Linked DNA regions of Mus musculus: regions 1, 2 and 4 are each linked to region 3. Evidence: chromatin contacts called from public promoter capture Hi-C data. All regions are on one chromosome and are shown on one strand. The core of a region is the stretch at or near the end of the contact, and the rest is flanking DNA. Distances in the headings are between cores, read along the strand shown. Region 1 has its middle 35 kb from the start of Wdr26. Region 2 holds the start of Lefty1 (left right determination factor 1). Region 3 holds the start of Capn2 (calpain 2). Region 4 holds the start of Ephx1 (epoxide hydrolase 1, microsomal).

What was found. Promoter capture Hi-C pulls out the DNA fragments that hold promoters and counts their contacts.
Region 1: a contact with region 3 is called in a promoter capture Hi-C map of the 3T3-L1 cell line, with 3 times the contacts expected there. The contact joins the enhancer-like site here to the promoter of Capn2 in region 3. A contact is called at or near these places in 3 of 39 promoter capture datasets (the 3T3-L1 cell line, hippocampal neurons and liver) and 2 of 115 datasets of contacts at active chromatin or transcription factors (large pre-B cells and pancreatic cancer cells).
Region 2: a promoter capture Hi-C map of pre-B cells shows a contact between it and region 3, with 4 times the contacts expected there. The contact joins the promoter of Lefty1 here to the promoter of Capn2 in region 3. A contact is called at or near these places in 4 of 39 promoter capture datasets (embryonic stem cells, hippocampal neurons, liver and 1 more) and 1 of 115 datasets of contacts at active chromatin or transcription factors (pancreatic cancer cells).
Region 4: a promoter capture Hi-C map of hippocampal neurons shows a contact between it and region 3, with 3 times the contacts expected there. The contact joins the promoter of Ephx1 here to the promoter of Capn2 in region 3. A contact is called at or near these places in 3 of 39 promoter capture datasets (the 3T3-L1 cell line, hippocampal neurons and pre-B cells), 1 of 484 Hi-C or Micro-C datasets (the N1E-115 cell line) and 1 of 115 datasets of contacts at active chromatin or transcription factors (pancreatic cancer cells).

Annotation. Positions count from the first base shown.
Region 1 is chr1:181,245,157-181,248,332 of GRCm38.p6, reverse strand. No RefSeq gene overlaps it. Among named protein-coding and RNA genes, the nearest start is that of Wdr26, 35 kb to the right of the region's middle. Within about 2 kb of position 1,327, at least 184 of the 459 cell types and tissues checked have an H3K27ac peak or open chromatin away from gene starts, as enhancers often do. A contact at or near this core is called in liver and pancreatic cancer cells, where this site is marked.
Region 2 is chr1:180,933,718-180,936,925 of GRCm38.p6, reverse strand. Lefty1 (left right determination factor 1) reads right to left here and starts at 1,904. Exons shown (of 4, transcript NM_010094.4): 1 at 1,567-1,904; 2 at 133-379. The coding sequence starts at 1,816. It overlaps Gm39715 (a long non-coding RNA gene), which reads left to right. Exons shown (of 3, transcript XR_865785.2): 1 at 1-338.
Region 3 is chr1:182,516,322-182,519,267 of GRCm38.p6, reverse strand. Capn2 (calpain 2) reads left to right here and starts at 1,658. Exons shown (of 21, transcript NM_009794.4): 1 at 1,658-2,150. The coding sequence starts at 1,914.
Region 4 is chr1:181,016,180-181,018,941 of GRCm38.p6, reverse strand. Ephx1 (epoxide hydrolase 1, microsomal) reads left to right here and starts at 1,373. Exons shown (of 9, transcript NM_010145.3): 1 at 1,373-1,515.

The sequences.
Region 1 (3,176 bases), core at 78-2,577, 1.3 Mb after region 3:
CTTGTCTTGGAAACCTGTTAGACATACTAGGTGGAGATAATGGCGCCAGTGTCTCTTCCTTTTCCAAGCTTGTATGAAACTCTCCAAGTTTGCCTCAGGTAAGGACTTGAGACTATGTCACACAATCCCTAGAGGCCAAATCCTGAACCCCAATTCCCTCTCAGTCCAAGCAGCATCCTTCCTGTGGCAGAGAAAGGGGTACCAGGATTAACCTTGAACTTTTATCTACTTAGATTTTTTTACTACAAGATCAATGGGCTATGGCTCTATGCTTAATTTTAACCTGACTTGCTTCTTTTCTGGACAGAGAAAAAAAATCCAATTGCTCGTGGAACATTATTGCCCTGTAGGTGTCAATCCAGGCGCTGCAGTCACAGCCATACAGCGAGAGCACAGAACAGAGTCGCACACCTATGTGGTCACACGTAGGAAAGGGCTCAGCATAAACATAGATGGTGGAAAGGAATTCTCCGCTGACCCTGCTGCCATGCTTGGGCCTGGGCAAGATGGTAGCTGCTTCTCTTTGGCCCGGTAGTCTTTGGGACTGTGCCTTAGCATCGTACCCTCTCCTGTCTCTCAGATGATGAGCATTTTCCCAAATGGGTTCATCGCATCCATGTCCTAGGGCACGTGTGGCCCTTTTGCCTGTATCAGTGAGTGTCTCATGCAGACTCGAGGCTGCTTGGGGGAAGGTCTTCTGGCCAGAGGCAGGTGGACATGGAGGAGGTTCTTCTGAAACTCATGGCTTCTGGTTTGGTTTCCTGCCCTCAAGGTCAACCCATTGTATTCTGTTGCTGGTCCCTGCTGCCTGTCTGGGAGGCTCCAACTAGCCTGGAGACCAGGGCAGCTCAGCAGCACCATGATGGTACCAATGGCAAGGGTGTCATGACACTAATGAGTCACTGCTGGGCCTAGTTCTCTGTGACTCAGACAGGAAGCCGGTAGCCAGTGAAACCAGAAGCTTCTGTGGACCTCTCTGGGTTGGAAACCCCTGGGTGTGTTTTAAGCTTCTATTTCTAGAAGCCAAAGGGGAAATCGGCATCAGAGAGACTGATTTACCCATATTCGGCTGTGTGGAGAGACAGGACTAGGAGAGAATGGTTGTGAGCCAGGGCTCTTGTTTCTTTTTTTTTTTTGGTCTTTTTCTTTGGCTCTTGTTTCTTAATCATACTACTAAAAAAATATCCTCTAAGAGTTTTCAGCTGGAGGAAAGCAACTGGAATCATGCAAATGAGACAGTTTGGAGTGCCATGGGAGGGGGTCCTAGGACAAGGGAGTGGGTGGAGCTGAGGGGCTGCTACAGCACAGGGCACAGAGAGAGCGGTGATGCACACAGCCCTGCCACTGTCGGCCCAAGGGGAGGCTGGAGCAGTTGGCACCGCTACAGCAGAGAAGGCAGGCCCTGAGTCAAAAGTTCAAACAAAGCAATTTGTAGTCCTTTATCTGATCACTTAAAGGAGAAGTCGCTATGCACACGTTTAAAAAGCTGTAAGAACTTGCTTTAAAATGTAAAATGATGAGCCTTCTGTTTCTTGAAATGTCTGAACAACTGGATCACATCTTGAGTGCTACTGAAGTTTTTAGGGCAAAAGCCTGAGCTCTGACGGTCCAGAAGAAATGACTTCTCCTGTCCCCAGAACACCAATGAAAAAGAGAAACAGTGAGAAAGAGCTGGGTTTGCTTAGTGGGGCCATGCTGGGGAGAGGACTAGATAAGGGGCCCAGTGACTGGTGGGGGGGGGGGGAACGGGGGAGGGACAGAGGAAGAATTACCACAGAGGCAAGTGGTCTGTACAAAGGAGCAGTCAGGGTGTGGGCTGGTTGGTCAAGTCCTGGTCAGGGTATGGGCTGGTTGGTTAGTGTCTCAGTCCTGTCCTACAAGGTGGCCTGAAGAAGTCCTCCCTTAAGGGGATCTTTCCAGGTTTTGCTATTCCTGGTGTCCAAGGTGACTGCAGGTTTCACACAGTGATTTTTCTCTGTGCCTTTCAGCCTTGAGGGCCACAGGATAGGTTGGACACTTCTGGAGGCCAGCAGGACAAGCAGATGCCAGCGCGAAGGAGAGATTCCAGGTTCCCTTCCCGCTTGCAGTAGCTTTGTGAGCTGAAGTGAGCAACCCATGCCTTTTTAGCAAAAACAGATTCTAAGCGCCGTTCTCTGAGGAGCAGCGGTGTGGGTTCTTGGCCTCTCTGCTGTGTACTACAAGCTCTCAGGGGAGAAGAGAGAAAGGTCGCTAAAGGAGCTGCCTGCGGCCCCCTCCCAGCCAGCCACATCTGGGGTGGTTTGATAAAATACCTGGGCTTATTACTTAACCAAAACAAGCTTGGGGCCAGGAATGGTGATGCACGCTTTTATCCAAAGCATTCAAAGAGGCAGAGGCAGGTGGATGTCTGTGAGCTGGAAGCCAGCCTGGTTTACACAGCAAGTTCCAGGCCAGTTAGGGCTATGTACTGAGACCTTGTCTCAAACAAAATAAAACAAAACAACCACAAGGAACAGAAACAAACAAACAAAAAAACCCAGTTATTTGCTTCAAGTACCCCTCCCATCTGTCATTCCCGGGCCATCAGAGCTAACTTCCTAACACAAATTCAGGCAGGCTACTTTTTTTTTTTTTTTTAAGTATTTAAGCAGGGCTTCCTGTTGCTGCATGAAGTTCAATATTTTGGCTCAGAGCAAAGAAAATCTTGGTTGATTTAACCCTCTAGTCGCCAGCTTCACCACTGATTGCTATGCTTCACATCTCTTGCTGCTATGCTGACTCTGGGTTGTTTCTTGGACATAGACTGAAAAGTAGAAGCTCAGACTGACTAGCAGAATGTAGAGGGGTTTATTCATTCTTGGGGTGGGGGAGGGGCACCTACAATCAAAGCAAGCTTCAGGCAAGGCTTGATCTAGCCACTTAGCAGTTTTCCCAAGAACCAAGTCTCCTTTTATTGATTCTGGTCCCCTGAAGCTCTTGGGCTGCTCAGTCTCTGAAGAAGGGCTCTGCCCCAGAGTTCCTAGTGGGGCTTCAGTCTGATTACACATAGGCCATGTCTGCCCCATGTACACCGCTCCCTGTGGGATGCAGTGGAATGAGGTCTGCTGACTGGCTGCTAGCGGCAAGGCTTCTTTCCCCTGAGTTCCTCCAGATGAAGGGGATACCCAGATGAGCACTGGGGTGTCAGGGAAGTGGTG
Region 2 (3,208 bases), core at 655-3,154, 1.6 Mb after region 3:
CACACCCCTATCATCTGCTGCTCCCCTCCCCCTGCATGGGCGAGTCCCTCACTTCCCAACTCTCGAGAGAGAGAGAGAGAGAGAGAGAGAGAGAGAGAGAGAGAGAGAGAGAGAGAGAGAGAGAGACTATACCTAGAATCGATAAGGGCAGTGCGGTTGGAGCCGTCGTCGCGGAAGCGCAGCCATTCAATGGTGACCCGAGCCCGGGCACTGTGTGGGGACAGCCTCTTTTGCCTCCGGAGAGCTGTTCTGGGCACAGGCTCCTGGAACAGCCGCAGCACAGCCTGCACCAGCTCGCTGTTAGGCGGCAGCCGCTGCTCCATTCCGAACACTAGCAGGTGAGTGGAGGTCTCTGACACCAGGAACCTGCCTGCCACCTCTGTGGACAAGGACAGAGTCAGCCGGGCCTCTACAAGTACCAGATAACTTCCAGGGTGGCAAGACCCAAGACCAATGGCCAAGATTCCTTAAAAATCCTCAGGGAGAGTTGTAAGCAGGAAGCCCATGAACAACATGAAAAAGAAGTCTTTCTTTCTACTCAGGAATTATAAAGTTTGCAATGAGGCCCTGAATGCTAACTCTTGCACACTTAGTGGTGACTTTGGAACCCTGTGCAAGAAAGGAGCTGGAGGGGTTCCAGAGCGTGGCAATGCTGGCTTCTTTCTGGAAGGTTTTAGGAGAGGATTGGGGGAGGAATACAGAATCAGGCTGCAGAGACTAGAGAAAAGAAGCCCAGCCCGAGGTGCCTTTCTTAAGAGACAGATGCATTTGTGAGGGGTTCCGTTCAGTGGAACAGGAGTCTGTGAATATCCTTGTCAGGACTGCTGAACCCTGGGGCAAGTGTTCAGGGAGTTGTCACCTTCCTAAATGGCTCCAGCCAGTGTGCTCACTCTCTGGGATAGCAGAGTGGTTGGTTACCTGAGAGGCCAGCCACACCTATCCTCAGCAGACATCTCCCTTGCCTGCCTGTTCAGAACCAGCATCCTTCTATCTCCAGGCCTAGGTACCACAGGACAGTAAGTTTATGGATGTGGCTGTGCCCATGAGGGCTGCTTCCAGCTGGAAAATGCTACACCACCACACAGGCCTTTGCTACTTGACAGCTGGATACCTGTTCTCTCTCTCAATCTCTCTCTCTCTCTCTCTCTCTCTCTCTCTCTCCCAAATTCTGTCACCCAGGGCTGCCTCTACCCAGCCACTGTTCTCTGTCCATGGCAAGACATAGTCAGCCACTCGTCCAGGCAGTGACCCCAGGAAGTTCTACCTGGCCCTGACTGCTCCAGGGGTTCTGTTTTCTTCCACTCTCCTCCCTCTTCTCTGCTCCTTAATTTACCAGCAAGCACAGCCCCGCTTTTCCCATCCTGAGACTCCTTCAGTGCACAGCCAGATCCCCAGTGCCCACCCTCCCAGATCTTCTCCCCTCTAACATCCGCCTCACCCTGTGCCCCCCACCCCCATGACTGACTCTGAGCACCACAAGGCAAGGGTCCATACACACCACAGGTGGAAGGAAGGCATGATCAGCCGGCCTTTCCTAGAGACCAAGGACAACAGGGGAGGGCTCACCTCGAAGGTTCTGGCTGAACCTCTTGCCTCGGGAGCGGCTGGCATGGCTGTGTTGTAGCAGGGCCACATACTGAGTCCTCACGTGCGAGGGGATGACCATCCCTTCCACATCAGCCTTGTCCAGGACTGGCGGTTGATCGAGCTGCAGCTGTTGCAGCAGGCTGCCCAGGATCTGCTCTCCGGTCAGGGCTTCCCTGAGGCTAACCAGCGACAGTGCCCAGAGTGCCCAGCAGAGCCACAGGAATGGCATGGTGCTGTCCGGGAAGAGGAGCCTTGGATGTGTGTGTCCCTGAGGTGTCCTGAAAGGGTCTTGAGTCTGCGGAGGAATGGTACGGTACGGAACAGCTTTATAGCTGGTCCTGGGGTGGGGGGCAGGGAGGAAGAAGAGAGGTCACACCCCTGGGACCTCCTGGGAGCTCAGCATGAAACAAGCCCCTGAGTCCTGAGGAGGGGCTGTCTAGAAAGGACACAAAAGCCTGTCTGGACTGAGAACATCTGGTCACCGCTGTCTGTTAGCCATATACTTCACCATTGACTTAAGGGTGTCTGACCAATTAGGACATTCAGGACAGGGGTGGTAATAGCTCAGTGGTAGAGCAGCACCGGCCCTGCACACGTGAAGCCCTAAATTCAATCCCAGCATGGGATGGAAGGTGGGTCCTGGAGACGACGCGGAGGTCTCACGTTCTCTGCTGGATGCCTGCTCCCAGTGTCTGGAATGTGCACCTGTAGTCTTGTCCATCACTGCTTCTAAACCCTGGAGAGAACCAGATGTCAATCAACACCTGGGCTCTCCAACTGACTTGCTTCCCAGGTGTGCAAAAGACTTTTCTAGGGCTGATAAGAGTGAGGCTTCTCCACTTTGGGGGCTGGGGGACCTTCCTTGGTTGCAAAGCCTGGGACTCGCCAATGAGCAACCTATCCTTTCCCTTTCTTGCTGTAGGAGAATTGAAAATCTACCCCATCCCAATCTCTGAGCCAGAGTACATCGGCTCAGACGAGGGGCAACATAGTTAAGATCGGTGCCCACGAAGGGCTTTCCACAGCTCCAATTATTTTCTGCTAAGTCCTGCCCAGGGGTGTGTGTCTGGGGTGGGGACAGGGTGTGTGGCTGGGTTGGGGACAGGGGCATGTGGCTGGGGTGGGGACAAGGGTGTGTGGCTATACACCAGTAATATGCTAAGCCTTCTCCAAGACACAGCTGGGATACCCGAGTGTGAATTTGTGGCTTTGTGCGCTGGAGAAATAAAATTGAGCAAGCTGCCAGGGGTAGGGCTGCCAAATAAAACCCGTACTGAATCTGGGACTTGGTTACACAATATATCAGTCACTGTTTACCTGGGATTTGCATTACACCAGTATCTAGAGGTTTTATTTGCAGATTCAGACAATCTTAGTCGGGGGATAGATGAAGAAACCATAGTGGATTGTAAGACTCGTCCCTGGTGTGTTCCCTGGCTCTCCAGCAGGGCCACCCTTTGTTATGCAGAAGAGCAGCTGCCTTCCCCATGGCTCCTGCCCAGGTCTGACCCAGGTCAGGCTTGAGATTGGAAAGCAGGCCCCAAACCAGGAGAGGGGGGCCCTGGAATGAAGTCTGCAGCTTCTGACACGATGCGCTGCCTTTCTTGGCTCGAGACCAGTG
Region 3 (2,946 bases), core at 409-2,908:
GATTTTATTTGACAAATACAGATGGAGTAACCAGACACCTCATGTTTTGTTTGTTTGTACTTTTGTTTTTTTAGACAGGGTCTTGTTGTATAGCCCTAGCTAGCCTGGAACACTCCGTGCAGACCAGGCTGGCCTGGAATTCATGGAGATCTGCCCCCATCCCTGCCTCCCCTTAGCATGTATGTATCCAGCTTACTGCTGGGTAGAACCTTCTGGGCGCGGCCCGTCAGGCACTTCATGTTAAGTGTTGGGATTTAAAGACATGGGCTACCATGCTCGACAGCCAGCATTTGTTTGCAGCATGGTGGTTTCTAAGCTTCATGGCTCTTTTCCGGAAGCTGTTCATTTTTTCCCACCATCTGATTTCCTTTGGCCCCACCCTGATTTTTTCTGGGCTCAGGATTCAAAAGGGAAGTGGGGGAAGATCCCAGACACCTGCCATGCCCAGGAGAGAATAGTGAGGTAGCAGTATCAACAGACAAGCCCTGGCTTTGCCACAGGGAGACAGACACTTTGATTCTTCCAGGAACAGTCATTTGCATATCACTGATATTTCAAGTTGCTACAATTTCCTGCAACTGACAGAGTTACAAACTATCTCAGAAACCATCAATGCTGAACCAAGATGAGGTTCAAACCAGGGTTTCTCAGCCTGGCACAGAGATCTTTCAGACTGCACTTTTCTTCCTGTTCTCTCTGTAGAGGGATGCCCTCCGCCCGACCATCCTTTAGTAGCACCTGGCTTCCACCCAGTAGAGGCCAGGAGCCTCCTTTGTCCCAGTTGTGACAATATGAGGAAAGTCTGCAGTTAGGGTCAAAAACCTTTAGGGTCACATTGGTGCGTGCGGGTTGCTTCCAGTTGAGAACCCGTGCTTTAAACCATTCATAGCACAAGCCCGCCCAGTTCTGTGTGTGTGAGTGGCAGCGAAAACTTTCATTGGACAGAGCGGTGGTACAGGCCACCAACAGGGGCTCTGTTCTAAATGGTGTCCCAGCAGCAACTCAATAAATCATCCCAGGTAAATCTGAGTTTTAGATAAGCATCACATTATTATTCTAACACAGGTTTGCCTCGGGTGATATTTGAGGGCTACGTATGCTAAAACCACACAATCCCCCAGCCCCTTTTCTTGAAATTTAGATTTAACAAGCATGGATTGTTTTGTTTTGTTTTTTTGTTTTTTTGTTTTTTGTTTTTGTCAAATTGTACAGCCCTACTTATGCACAAATAAGTAACTGCAGAGGCCCTGGGACCCTAAAATTCCTGTCTTGCTTTAATTTGTAGGGGTTACATCTTTGAACTTCTTTGGAGCTCAGTTTCTCATCTGTAAGATGGACACACCAGTAGCCATTTCTCACAAATTTGGGGGTGGTAGGTAACATGTGTGCCCAGAGCCTGCAGAGCTCTCTTTCGATCCTGAGCCCAATGAGTGGCAACTGGCTTAGTCGCCGCGCTCCCTCCCTCATCCGCTCCTGACTCATCCGATGTTTTCTGGACAGTCATTGCTGAGTTTCGCCCAGCCTTACTCCCCAATGGCTGGGGTTTGACAACTTCGCTCCCCAACTTGCGATTGTCGTCCCCCCAACACCCCCCGCTCGCCCTCCCCACCGGGCCGCGCCATCCCGAGAGCCGTCCGAAGGTGGCAGCATCGGCCCCGTAGTCCTCACGGTCGGGCTGGCACTGTGCAGGTCGCCGGCGAGCCGCGTCCGGAGCCCGGCGCCGAGCAGGCCTGGGGAGGCGGAGGCCACACCCCGCGCACGGCCCAGGCGCTTCCCGCCGGTGAATCATCCCCGCAGCAGCGGCTCCCGCAGTCCGCTGCAGCGCCCCGGGCCCGGCCGCGCCCCAGCCGAGTGCCGTGCCCCGCCTCTCCGCGACCCCTTTCTCCGTGCAGTGCGCCAACCGGATCGCTACCATGGCGGGCATCGCGATAAAGCTGGCCAAGGACCGCGAAGCGGCCGAGGGGCTGGGGTCGCATGAGAGAGCCATCAAGTACCTCAACCAGGACTACGAGACGCTGCGGAACGAGTGCCTGGAGGCCGGGGCGCTCTTCCAGGATCCTTCCTTCCCCGCCCTGCCGTCATCCTTGGGCTATAAGGAGTTGGGGCCCTACTCCAGCAAAACTCGGGGCATCGAATGGAAGCGGCCCACGGTAGGAAGCGCGAGGGGAACAGGCAGGGCCGGCAGGGCCTGGAAGGGCACTCGGGGTTCCGGGAGGCTGCAAGTCCCTGGCTCCCCGGCTCGGTAGTCCCTGCTTAGTAGTGCTCCGCGATTGCTGCTAAGGGGACTCCCTATGCAGACTGAGGCCCAGCCAGTGGACCTGCCCCAAGCTGCGCGCAGAGCGCTTCGCAGGACAGGACCCCAAATCCCATTAGTGGACACGCCCTGGAGGCTGCCTTCGGCTTCACAAAGCCGCAGGGACACAGGGCCGCTGGGGTGAAACTTTTACTGGACTCTAGTGGTGATCTGAGTGAGGGTGGAGACACTGCTCGGCAGTAGGGGTGGGGGTGGGGATATCAGAGTAGGATAGAAGACTCGGGACTGCTGGGTGGGTGGGGGCAAGGGGTGGGCACAGCCTGGCTCTGGCTGACAAAGGTGGTCACAAGTACATGTGGCACTTGTAAATGCAAGTACATGTATTTATCCAGCGTGGGTTTTGTCTGGCTCTCAAAGTGCAGTTAGAGGACTCTTTAACTTAAAGAACTGAAGGGTAGCTTAAAGAATCGATGGGCTCCAATGATTCTGTTACTCATTATTTTGCTGACCTAGAGTCCTCACCCGGAAACCTCTGCTCAACTCCTAGATACTCCTGTCCTAACCCTCAGAGTCTCTGCCCTTAAGCCCTTCCCGTTCCCTTGTGGTTTCAATCGCCAGTGGATGCCCATGGGACCCTCACTTGACTTTTCCCAGGAACTGAGAGGAAGTCTAAACTTCTAGATTCCTGTTAG
Region 4 (2,762 bases), core at 124-2,623, 1.5 Mb after region 3:
TTATATGTAAGTACTGTAGCTGTCTTCAGACACACCAGAAGAGGGCATCAGATCCCATTACAGATGGTTGTGAGCCACCATGTGGTTGCTGGGATTTGAACTCAGGACCTTCCGAAGAGCAGTCGGTGCTCTTAACCTCTGAGCCATCTCACCAGCCCCTTTCTTTCTTTTTCAAGACAGGGTTTCTCTGTGTGACCCTGGCTGTCCTGGAACTTTCTCTGTAGACCAGGCTGGCATCATAGTCAAAGATCTGCCTGCCTCTGGCTCCTACTCAAGGAATGCTGGGAATAAAGGTGTAGCCACCATTGCCCAGCACATTAGAATGTTTCCATCTACACTTTGTTAAGAACAATACGTTTACTGCTTTGCTGAATGGCTGGAGGCAGCGCTCCTGTGGGAACAGTTTAGAGGGCGCTATGAAACAAGCCTGGACTATACACTGCAGAGGAGGACGGCAGGTGTGCAAACGGTGTGCTGGGGAGGGGAAGGAGCTGCAGTACCTGGAAATCCCAGGTTCCCAGAGAGGATTGAGGACACACTATCCAGGAGTTCCACGGAGGCAGGAATGAGTTGAATGTGTTCACTGGAGAGAAACCGGCTCTCCGTTAGAACGGAGAGGGTTTGGGCCATGATGAGCAGCGAAGGAGGCTGGAGATCAGAGGTGAGAGGTGAAAATAGGATCCCTACGCTTCACATGTGTGTAGGATGATAAACCTGGACCCCGCGGCAGGCACTGCTAGGCCCTCACAGTGGTGTGCCTGGTCATCTTGTCTGTGTGGCTGCTGAAGCCTGAGAAGGTTCTAGGCGAGTCTTAGGAGGGCCGCGGGGGTAAAGACAGGGCACTGGGCAGGCTGGCTAATGGAGAGCAGGTTAGCCCCAAGGGTGCCAGGAACTGTGGTTGTCCTACTCCTGCTTGCTGGCTAGGCAGCGCTCTCTCCCTCCTCCCTGTGCTGGCCTCTGCTTGGTGTCCATGCCTCCTGGGCTTCAGATCAGCCAGCCTCACAGGGTGCACTTAACGACAAACTTCAGGTTTGTGTGTTCATTCCACACTTCACTATTTTATTTGTGGTTCTGGGAATGAACTCCAGCGCCTTGCCCACGCGAGACACTCTACCCTCAAGCTTTATCCCCAGATGTTTGCTCACTGACTGGTTCGCTTATAAAATGGTTACAACGAACTGCTAGGAAGGTGAGAGGAAGGCTGTAGCACCAGGCCAGCTTGGGCTCTTGTGTGTAGAGTCCACAGACTGCAGAGTTTAAACTGCCAATACCCTGTTCAGAACAGCAGACTTTGCCAGAATAGGTGAAACACCTTAGCTAGATGCTCAGCTAGCCTTGGCCAACCAGCCAACTCGGGGGTGGGGCCAAGGCCTGGGCGGGGCTAGTGGGGGCGGGGCTAACAGGCAGCTGGTGTCACCAGCTCAGCAGCAGGCAAAGAGGCTCAAGAGGAGTTTGAGAGTGGAGGAACTGCACACCAGCCGCCGCGGGAGTAGGAACCCGAGAGCGACCCTGACAGTAAGCTCCGGGGACAGCAGCGGCACTCCAGCGTGAGAGTTGCGAGGGCTTCGCGTATCTCCCGCAGCTAAATGCGCTTCCCCTTATCCTAAGACCGATCCAGGCGTGCAATAGGCCATGCTTCTTAGTCCTGCATCTGATGCTCCATCCTCTTCCAGGGGCGTCAACCCCTTGCTTGCGCTTCGGAAGCAAGGGGTGGGTGCTGCGCCTGACAGCGATGCTGGCTCCTCAGCCCCCTGGTTTCCCCGCCCGCCCGCCCCCCCATGCATGTTTGTCCCTTGGGTTCCAGGCTTGCTACTTGCCCAGGCACCTGAGCCAATCCAGGTAGCTGAGGGCGCCGTCCAAGTGACTCTTAATTTTAACTTCTCCAGTCTGCACCTCCCGTCATTTAAACTTCCGGCGGCCAGAAGTCTGGATAGCCTTTCTGGCATCTGGTTGGCGGGATCAGGAGGGAGGTGGAGGGATCCGGTATGTATGCATGCGCGTTGACAGTAGGGCTGTGCCTTTGCTGGCATTCTGTGCTGCTGGCAGGATTGTAGAGATGGACATCTGCGACATTTGCTTCTCTGCCTCCGATTTCGGCCTGATCTTTTTTTTAAAGTCGCAGAGCCCCAGAGGCTCACATTGTTTTTACTGTGACAGTGACTTCCTCCCTCAAGTGGAGGCTTTCACTGGCTGTGCGTGGTCTGACTTCACACAAGACTTGAAGCTGAGGGGGCTGGGGGGAAGGGTGGAACAAAAACGTGGGCGTGTTCAGCAAAGACTTTCCATTCCCTAATACCCACACCAGGCGGGCCACGTGAGGGCTTCCTGTGTCCCTAAAGAAGTATGTTCAGTGCAACCGTGCTCAACGACACGGACTGACTGTTCAGACACTGCCCCCCACCCACCCACCCTGGGGATAGCAGGGAATGTGTTCTCATGGGCTCTGGGAGCTTTTGAATGCAGACAACAAACAAAATTCAAGGTCCTGGGTCAGATCCCCAACACCACATAATAAATAAACATATCTTTGTAAAATATAAATTATATTTGTGAGCTGTAGGAAATAGGAGGTCATAAAGAGGGAGCAGGACTGTTGACTAGAGAGGAAGAGGCCACACTTTCACACTCCAGAGGGTCAGGAGGGTCAGGAGTGCGCCTCACTACTCAGTATCCAGCTGCACAAGGCTGAGGAGAACATGCAAAGGCCCTGAGGCAGAGGTGCGCCTGCTGTGGGTGGCTTTTATGTCCTCAGTTGCCCTCTG